2 separate regions of the Gossypium hirsutum genome follow, and region 1 is linked to region 2. A link is a contact called in public Hi-C data. All regions are on one chromosome and are shown on one strand. The core of a region is the stretch at or near the end of the contact, and the rest is flanking DNA. Distances in the headings are between cores, read along the strand shown. Region 1 has its middle 25 kb from the start of LOC121211386. Region 2 has its middle 16 kb from the start of LOC121210789.

Evidence for each region. Hi-C and Micro-C count contacts between places; a contact is called where the count stands out from the background.
Region 1: a contact with region 2 is called in a Hi-C map of hypocotyl, with 2.3 times the contacts expected there. The contact joins two enhancer-like sites. A contact is called at or near these places in 4 of 34 Hi-C or Micro-C datasets (callus, hypocotyl, leaf and 1 more).

What each region holds. Positions count from the first base shown.
Region 1 is chrA12:49,006,075-49,011,098 of Gossypium_hirsutum_v2.1, forward strand. No RefSeq gene overlaps it. Among protein-coding and RNA genes, the nearest start is that of LOC121211386, 25 kb to the right of the region's middle. Within about 2 kb of position 3,732, at least 2 of the 9 cell types and tissues checked have an H3K27ac peak or open chromatin away from gene starts, as enhancers often do. A contact at or near this core is called in hypocotyl, where this site is marked.
Region 2 is chrA12:48,919,944-48,925,494 of Gossypium_hirsutum_v2.1, forward strand. No RefSeq gene overlaps it. Among protein-coding and RNA genes, the nearest start is that of LOC121210789, 16 kb to the left of the region's middle. Within about 2 kb of position 1,343, at least 5 of the 9 cell types and tissues checked have an H3K27ac peak or open chromatin away from gene starts, as enhancers often do. A contact at or near this core is called in hypocotyl, where this site is marked.

The sequences.
Region 1 (5,024 bases), core at 2,482-4,981, 89 kb after region 2:
GTGGAATTGAGAAGGTATAATGATAATAGAGATAGTAAAGTTCCCTTTGAACCTAGGAAATAAGTCGGATATTCATGCCATGACATACGGGTTATTTTTTGCTAGTGTAAGACATGTCTGGGACATACATCGGCCATATTATGAGAGCCAGTGTAAGACCATGCTGGGACATGGCATCGGCATCGAGACGAGAGCTAGTGTAAGACATTTCTAGGATATGCATCGACCTCGAGACGTAAGCCAGTGTAAGACATGTCTGGTACATGCATCGACTACGAGATGATGGTCAGTGTAAGACTATGGCTGGGACATGGCATTGACTTGCAATGTGAGCCAGTGTAAGACCATGTCTAAGACATGGCATCGACACCTTACCCACGTCTGAGGCTTAATGAATATCCGGTAGTGTTCCAAATGGTTCAATGGTGAACGTTATGTTCTTAAGCTAATGAGGAAAGTATAATCGTGTTGTGAGTGGTACAGGTACCTAATTGGTACGTGTGAGACATGAGCTCATTGAACAATATGTGACTAGTATGGATGGTAATGAGTAAGTTATGCCTATGTCTACCTTGGTATCATGAGCATGTAGATCATTGATAAAATGTTGTTGTTGTGTACTTACTTATATGCAACTTACTAAGCTTTTGTGCTTACTCCCTTTCCTTTCCATTTCCTTGCAGTGCCGCCTAATTAGCTCAAGGATTCTAGAAGTCAGAGATATCGATCACACTATCAACCGAAGCATTCGGTATTTATATTTTTGAATATGGCATGTATAGGACTTAGACTTTATTATTTTGTGTCTTTGAGAATTGGCCAAATGTGTTGGCTTGGGTTGGAAACCCTTTAATTTGTATTAAGCTATGAATGATAGTTAATATTCTTTTTGAGTTTATGAAAGTTGTATTCTCATGGTTGAATGAATGTCTATTATGGTTGATTTAGTTATAAGAGTTATACTTGTTTCGATATTGGTTGATATTTGTCTGGAACTATATGTGTAAGGGTGGCAATAGGCTTGGTAAATAGCCTTATGCTGTCCACACGGGTAGGCACACGGGCGTGTGTCTAGGACATGTGTGACACACGGCCTGCCCCAAGAGCGTGTGGTCCAGCCGTGTGTCCCCTGCACGTAAAAAATTTCAAGTCAAGATGCATGGTAATAAATACACGGGCAGAGGCACGGCCATGTGTCTCAATCGTGTGGAGGACACGGCCTAGTACACGGGCGTGTGCCATGGCCGTGTGTCATTTTGGGAATGCTGAGATCAGAAATAGAATACCCAGGTTTTTGCACACGGGATAACACATGAGTGTGTCCTGCCCGTGAGAAGGACACGTGCCATAAACACGAGCGTATGTCTGGCCGTGTGAAAACCCCTGTAGGTTTGAATTTGAAATTAATATCACACGAGTAAAGGACACGGATGTGTCCCTAGGTTTGTAGGCCGTGTGAGTCACACGGGTCATTAGCACGATTGTGTCAAGTTGGTCACACGGGCGTGTGCCCTGTTTTAAGGACAAAAATTTTTATAGTTGGTTTAAAGACCCGGTATAGTCCCGAATAGTTTTCAATGGTCAATTTGAGGCTCAGAGGCCCATAATAAGAAGTTTAAAGTAGAAATTGAAAAGGTTTAATCGGGAACGAGTCTCGGAGACTTGAGACTGTTTGTATGCATGAGATCAAGTATAGGTAATGCCTCGTACTCCGCCCCAGCGAAGGTTACGGGTATGGGGTGTAACATTTTTTCTAATTTGGTTGATTTATACGCATCATATTCCTTGTGTAAAATACAACCTTGTGTTTCTAATTTTCTAAAATGATGAGATTGTTAAATTTATTGTTTGTGCATACTATAATGGACAACTAGTAGTTTCATGTGCTTTCGATGACAAGAGCCTTAAATCGCATCTACGATCAAATCCTGACATTCAATGGACCAACATAGATAACAGTACAAATATTTTAATTCTTACAAGTGATGGTCTTTGGAAGTTAAAACACTTTACTTTGATGTCTCCTTATTGAGCTGGAAATAGTTTTATAGGAGTTATTTTTCCTTTTGCTTATGCTTAATCCAAGTGATGAGTAATCAAGAGGCTGTTGATATTGCAAAAAATTTTAAAGACTCACAGAAGGCTTTGAAAGAACTAATTGTGAAAGCAATTAAAAGAGACAGTAAAGATGACATATCTTATGTTGTTGTTAGATTTAGAGGATAGAACTGTTTAGATGAGATTTGCAGTATATACTTGAAATAAGAGTTTGTTTACACAAGTTCAATTTGTGAATCAAACCAACATGAAAATACATACCAAGCACTATGGGGATTAAGGGTTGCACTTCACAAAAAGAACAAAATATAGGATTATCACCCATATAAATTCGTTTTTATCGATTAGGTTTAGATGTTTGATATTGTTTGATTTCTTTATGAAGGTGATTAGGAATTGAATGTATATTGTTATGTTGTGTATAGATGAAGTTGGCTTTGATAATTGGAGTTTTGAGACTTGTAAGAATGGTTGTAGCCAAAATGCAGAAAAAATACAATAAAAAATAACGAATTAGTTATTTTTCTTTGCTTCTCATATTTGATCGTTCAAGGTTTATTTGTTTAAATTGATGGTGACTATTGTTGGCAGAAGTATCTAATCCTCCTCTTCTACAACAATAAATTGTGTGATGTCTTTTTAGTACTATCAAATTGAATGGTATTTACAATGAACTCTGTGTGTAGATGTGTATGTCGTTGCCATGCTTTCATGAACATGAAGGATAATCCAATTTGAGATGAAACTTTGAAATATATATTTTATGAGCTCTTTTGATGCTTGTTTATAGTATAGCATATTGGCTTGGAGTGACTTTCCTTACAGTTATTTGACAAGGGAACAAGTGTTTTAATTTAATTATATAAAAATATAAATGATATATTTATAAAAATGATATTTTAGCACATTAAATATACATTGCAATTTAAAAATGATAATGTAGGTTATAAATTACTTTTATAATATTATATATTATGATTTTTATTAATTCATATTTTTAATAATAATTGTATTAAGAATGTTATTAAATTATATATTATTTTATTAAATTGTATTTAATAATAATTATGTTAAAATATGATTAAATTATTTGTTATTTTTATTAAATTATATATAATAATAATAATTTTATTAAAATTTAATAACAATAATAATAATCATCTACTACAAAAAAAATTGCTAAGGGTACTTTGGTCATTTAAGTTTTTTTCCTTATGACATTACAACATCTATTTCATTCAACCAAATAAAAGAATACTATTACAATTTCATTTCATTCCATTCAACCAAACAACTGAAATACTGATTAAATCTCTATTAAGTTACAGTTCTATTTCATTATAACCCTATTCTATTCCTCCCAACTAAACTTGGAATAAGTCAAATAACACTTTTACTTATTCCGAACTAATTTTATTATTAACTTTAAAAATACAATTTTTTAGAAATATAATTTTATTTATCTATCACAAAAGATAAAATATTAATACCAAAATCAAGTATGTACCATTCTTATAATTAATAATTACTTAATTGAACCAACCAACCGACGATGGAACGTGGACAATGCAACTTGATACGATGATGATTCATTTTGTCTGCAACAGCATATTAATATAATAAACAAGCATTTGATGAAAAGCTGCAGAAGATGACAATGACCACTTGAAAAGCTTTACCCTTACATCAAAATTGTTTGTATTAATCTAACCATCAACCTAATGGTCACTATAATATATTAGTTTATCCTCCAGGCTGACATGTAAAGCCAATTTGAGTGGTTTTTGAGTAAAATTTTAGGTGAACCAAAAGCCTTGATTTAGCTAATCCACTTATCTATGCCATAAAAATTTAAATTTTGGATAATTTTAAACGCGATATAAAATAAAATAAAATTTAATTTCGAATGATACTTTATATACATGTACCTAACTTTTCATAGGGATTTCCACTATAATAACAAGTCTTCATGTATGCAGCTAGCTGTGCTTGATTGATTGATTGATTAATTTTGGTGAGCAACATTGTGCTTTTGGAACCCCACTATCAACATCACCTTCAAGAGTTTGCAGCCAAAACCTAACCATTCATGACTTCATTTGGGGGCATTGTCTTCACCCTTTTCAGTTTGATAATGTAGCTAAACATTATTTATATTTTAGAGATCTCCGAAATAAAATAATAATAATAATAATGAAGATGTATAGCATGCAGCCTGTACATGGTCGCTAGAGTGAAGGCTCGTCTGAAATGTTAGAGAGTTTAAATAAAAATATAAGTTTGAAAAATATATTTGGACAAAAAAATAAGGTTTCGCTTAGAAAAATAGGTCAAGTCTCGGGTAATATTTTTTCGGCTTGGGTTCAACTCGAATACGCAAAAAGAATGTTGTTTTTTAGATGTATTTACTTGTTAAGTTGTATCAATCTTAGTATTATTTAAGTATACATAATTTTTTTAAAAATTTATTTTCAATTTGTTGGGAAACATTTATTTTAATATTTTTAGTATTTTTGATGTATTATATATTTTTTAAAATTTATATAATAAATAATATAAATTTTAATACGACTGGACCGGGTCCAAATTTTAACATTTTTTATCCAATTTGGGCTTAGGCAAAATGTTATGTCCATTTTTCAGCTCAGGCAAAGCCCAAACCTAGCAAATGGGTCTAAGATTTTGGTTTGGCCTAGCCCATGGACACCTCTACATTTGTTGCACAAATTATTTCATTGGTTTAGGCTTTCTTGCTAAATGGTAAATTAAACAAAAATCATAGTAACAAATTCATCACAATTTTAAATAAGTATAATGATTTATTTAGCTCTCAAATTTCATTAAAAAAAATCATTTTAGTCTTTCATTTAATTTTTTGTCTCTTTTAGTCCTTCAACTTGTATTGTTATCAATTTATCCCAAATTGATTGAGAAGTTAATGTATGTTAATTTTGATGTGGCATATT
Region 2 (5,551 bases), core at 93-2,592:
AACATCTTTCGCAGGTCCACAAACTAGGAGAGTATGCATGAAATTCTCCGAGGCTTCACCATAGCTAGGGCAACTTGGGGAAGAGCTAAAACGTCTATTGTATAGATTAACAGTAGCAGGAATATAATCTTTTGTAAATCGCCAAACAGCGATTCTGATCTTTGGGGGAAGATTTAATTCCCAAATATTTTTGTAAACTCCTGAAGAGTCAGTATTCATAGCGTCTTCAACCCGCGAACCAACAAGACAGCGATACCCACTACGAACCGTATACCTGCCAAAGTTATCAGCAAACCACACCATTCTATCTTTAGAGTTGTAAACCGAAAGAGGAATGCAACAGATTACAATAGCTTCCAAAGGGGTAAAACACCTACTATTTAAATCCACTTTCCAGGACTTAGTAGAATAATCAATAAGCTCTGACACTTTGTCAAACATGCTGTTTGCAGGAGTAGCGTGAATTTTTCCCCCTGCCCAACGAGGTAACCAACAATCTTGCAAAATTGATATTTGGGAACCTGATCCCACTTTCTAGCCCAAACCATCTTCTAAAACCTTTCTGGCCGCAAAAATACTCTTCCAAGTATACGACGGATTAGTGCCTAATGTGACATTCCAAAATGAGGTATGGGGATAGTACCTAGCTTTATAAATACGTCCCAATAAAGAATTCAGATTAGTAACTAACCTCCAACCTTGTTTCGCTAAAAAGGCAATATTAAACTTGCCAAGATCCCTAAAACCCATACCACCACAATTTTTAGGGATACTGAGATTAGCCTAGTTACACCAGTGCATTCCATTTCAAGTTGAACTTTTTTGCCACCAAAACCTACTCATGATACTTTCAAGCTTCATACGCAACGTCTTAGGAAACAGGAAACACAACATCGAGTATGTAGAAATAGCTTGAAGGACCGTTTTAATAAAAACTTCTTTTCCACCTTGAGAAAGAAGTCTATCTCCCCAACTCTGAACTTTCATCCTCATCCTATCACAAATATGTTGAAACACATCCTTCTTTTTCCTCCCAACCATCGTAGAGAGACCCAAATATCTTTCCATACATAGTGATCGCCGAACTCCTAACATCTGCACCAAACGACTACAAGAAATATCAGAGACATTTGAGCTGAAGAAAATCTGTGACTTATCAAGGTTTATCTTCTGCCTTAACGCAGTTTCATAACGTTTCAAAATATCCATCAAAACCCGCCCTCCTGTATCGTTTGCATCGCCAAAAATAATACTGTCATGAACAAAAAATAGGTGAGTGACAGCAGGGCTTCCTCTACAAACTTTCACCCCTCTTAAGTTGCATGTCTGAACAGCAGAATCTAATAAAGCTGATAAGCCCTCCGTACAAATCAGAAAAAGGTAGGGGCTTAAAGGATCCTCTTGATGTAGTCCACTTTGAGGGAAAAAATTCTCACTCGAGGACCCATTGAAATTGACAGTATAAGACACCAAGGAGATACAATAAATTATCAAACTAATCCATTCCGACGCAAAACCCATATGCTTCATCATTCCTTCTAAAAAACCTCATTCCACTCTATCGTAAGCTTTGCTCATGTCAAGCTTTAACGCAAAAAAACCTTTTTTTCCCTTTTCTCCTCTTTTTCAAAGCATGTAAAATTTCATATGCCACAAGGACATTATCTAAGATTAGTCTACCCGGCACAAACGCTCCTTGAGCATGATCAATGCATTGGTCCAAAACCAATTTCAATCTATTAGCAATGGTCTTAGAAATTATTTTGTATAAGACTGAACATAGACTAATAGGGCGAAATAGAGACATCATATCTGCATCACTTACTTTGGGAATGAGAATAATCTTGGTAGAATTAACTTCATGAAGTGAAGTCTCCCTATTAATGACTTGTAAACAAAACTTCGCTACATCCTGTCCGATTTTGTGCCAGAACTTTTGAAAGAAAATAACATGAAAACCATCAACTCCTGGCACTTTAGTCGGCTCTATCTCCCAAAGAGCCTCTCTGATTTCCTCAACCTTGAACTCACGCAATAGTTTTTCATTCATAGATGGAGACATTCTTGAGGAAACTCCTCCATACGTATTATCATCATCCCTCTGCCAAGAACTAGTAAATAATTCCTTAAAATAGCTGACTGTCGTCTTCATCATCTCATCTTCCTCAGTAATAACCGAACCATCCTCACATTTGAGTCTCATGATCTTATTCATACGGCGTTTGTTAGAAGTAAGACTGTGGAAAAATTTTATATTATGATCCCCATTCTTAAGCCAATTAGATCGGGCCTTCTGTTCCTAGTACATTTTGGTTTTATCTATTTCCAGATTAAGATCTAGCTTAGCTTCAATAATTTCCTCCAAGGTCTCGTCATTAGGAGGGGTGTTGTCAAGAGTATTCAATCTGCTTTTAAAAGAAATCACTTTACCATATTTCTCCCTCCTAATCCTCATTGCCCATCTACTGAGACCTTTGCCAACAGCATGGAGACGCTTCGGAACATTAAGATGCTTATTCAATTCTCACAAAAACTTAACTTCAGCATAACATGACTTCCAATAACCATATTTTTTCAAATCGGAAATCTCGATTCTTAACTACATATTTATCATTAGCAAAAAAAATCAGAATCAAGGAAAATAGGGCAATGATCCGAAGTCGAATTTGGTAAATGAACAAGCTTATAATTAGAGAAAGAATTATACCATTGGAAATTCGCAACTCCTCTATCTAATCTTTCTCGAATATTGGTAGACTCAAAATTCCCCCTTTCCCAAGTATACCAACGACTGGTAACCAAGATCCGTGAGTCCACAATAATCCAAAGCATCTCTGAAAGCTTCAATTTGTTTTTCCCCTCTAAGTCTTCCTCCACATTTCTCTTGATTAGATAATATTTCATTAAAATCACCCAACACGACCCATGCTTCCGAAAAATTATGACTGAGGTTTCTAAGCAGATTCCAAGAACCAATTCTATCTCTAACATCAGGAGCTCTGTAAAACTCAGTAAGACGCCAATCAGGTCTATTTTTGTTATTAATGACCATAACATCAATGCAATTGTCATTATAACCCAATTGTCGAATATCAACCTCATTAGTCCATCCAACAGAAAGACTACCCCTAGTACCATTGGCCGCAACCTCAATTCCATTCTGATACCTGAACTTTCTCCTTATTCTTTCCATTCTACTTCTATCAACTTTAATTTCCATAAAGAAAAAAATATGGGGGCGATTTTTTTCAGAAAATGCTGAACACGTCGGACCAACCATGGATTCCCCAGTCCACGGACGTTCCAACTTAAAATTTTCATAATATTCGGCTGACCCGCTCCCCAGGTTCAGCTGATATCTCATTTTGATAAAAGTTCGTCCGTTCCCTATGCCTTTCAGAAGAATCGCTTTGAATTGCAACTTCCTGCACAAAATTGGGCCTCAATTTTTTTTCCTTCATTGACAAGAATAGGCCCTTCCTCATTCATTGATCCATCATCCATAAAATCCTCTTCATTAATGCTATTGCCTTGGGGGGGAAAAGACTTACCCATCAAGTTTAACCCCAAATTTGCTTCATAAATGCGCATCAAATTAGGAATATGTTGATTCCTAAAATCGCTCCCTGAATTTGATCCTGATGCCCCTGCCATTACTCCCCAATCTGTAACGGAATCCCTAAGCCAAAGACTCCCACCTACCACCGCTCGTCGAGGAAGAGCAATTAAGGAAATATCCCTTCCCATCAGTAAATCTTTACTCCCATGATACATTTGAATCGAACAAAAGCTTTCTCCATGTCCTAGACGTCCACATAAGAAACAAAAAGTTTTTAACTTTTCATATTTAAAACTGACACAAAATTCTTTCAATTTAGCAACCAGTAATCGCTTCCGTCTCTTCAAAGGTTTTCGGACATCCACTTGCACTCTAATTCTCATAAAATTCCATAGACCTGCTGTAATGGCTTTTGTATCATACTCTATGAAAGAACCTATAAAGTCACCAAACTGTCTTGCAATATTTTCTGAATACAGACCTAAAGGTAAATCATGGATCTGAACCCAGAAATTGGCGTTATTGAGAGGCACTTCCAGCGGGTCTTCCCCCTCTTTTAGCATAGAGATGATGAGCAAATGATTGTTGAAGGTCCATGGTGACCCTTTAACCACTCTATCCTGTCCACTTCACAAAAGAAACGAAAAAGAATTCTTTTTTCACCAATGTCAGTAATAGAAACCCCTCCATAGGATGCCAGAGATTGGCCATCACCGTGCGCATAGAATGGAAATTGATAGTCGTTGCTGTAAGGAAACAACCGACTAAACAAAAATTAATGGCCTGCTCCGTTAAGTTTTCTTCTATTTCAATCTCCCACAACTCTTTATCTCCACTCTCCTCTTCCTTTTCGATTTGTAAACTTGCTAAGATATTCTCCATATCTTCGCAAAAAGAACCAAAACACAAAAAGACTCCAGAAAACTTCCTAAAAAAACTAAGAATAGAAAAGCCACACTACGGGCATTCAGAGAAAAGCCACACTACGGGCATAGTTTTTTTAAGATAAATTTTGTATATTCTCAATATTTATATGATATAAATGTAAGAAAATATAATAGATACACCGATCTAATGCCCTTTTATTTGTTTTATTTGTTTAATTAAATTCATTGCTTAAGCCGCCTGTTGCCTATAACGATATGTATTATTTTAAGTAAAAACAATTAGAAGATTGTATTTCTATGTTCTGTCAAATTGAAGTTAATAATATAATGAACTTTGTAAAATCATGGTTTTAAGTTGGTTAGCTTGCGTCGCTCAAGGCATATTCCAAGCATTAAACTTCATCCACAGCTCACACATTTAGCAATGACTTGCTGCTTCTGCTTTTTGGTTCCCCCATTTTTAAATTTGGGCATAAATATTTATTTTTTACCAATTTGATATTTCAAGTTTTTCTTTATCTTATTTAAGTATTTGAGTTTAATTTCAATATTTAATTTGATACTTAAATTTTTTTTCTATCGCAATTAAATACTTATGTTTTTTTTACTAGAGAATATGTATCAAATATTCATTGGGTCACATAATATCATTTGGCCTAACTACCAAATTGAATATTAAAGTCAAATTCACGTACCAAATTGAACCATGAATCCTAACTTGACTTCAAGATGATATTTTAACCCTTTACTAAATTATTTAATAATACTTGACCAAATGAAAAGTACTATTATATATCAATGTTGTTGAAATCAGATTAGATCGATCGATTGAACCGGTTCGTATACCGATCCAAACAAAAGGATTGAAATGATTTCAGAGCAAATTGCTCCAAACTAATAAAAAAAACCAAAATTTGGTGGGAAATAATGTTTGAACCTGTTTATAAAATTTTAATTATTATTATTTTGGCTTTTATGAAAAATAGATATCTAAACTATGCAGCTTTTCCCATTTAGGTGCTTAAAAGTTTTTTTTTTGGGTTATAGTAGTTATCTAAAGTTTTATTTTCTTACCCTTTAGGTACCGACCATTAATTCTTGTTTA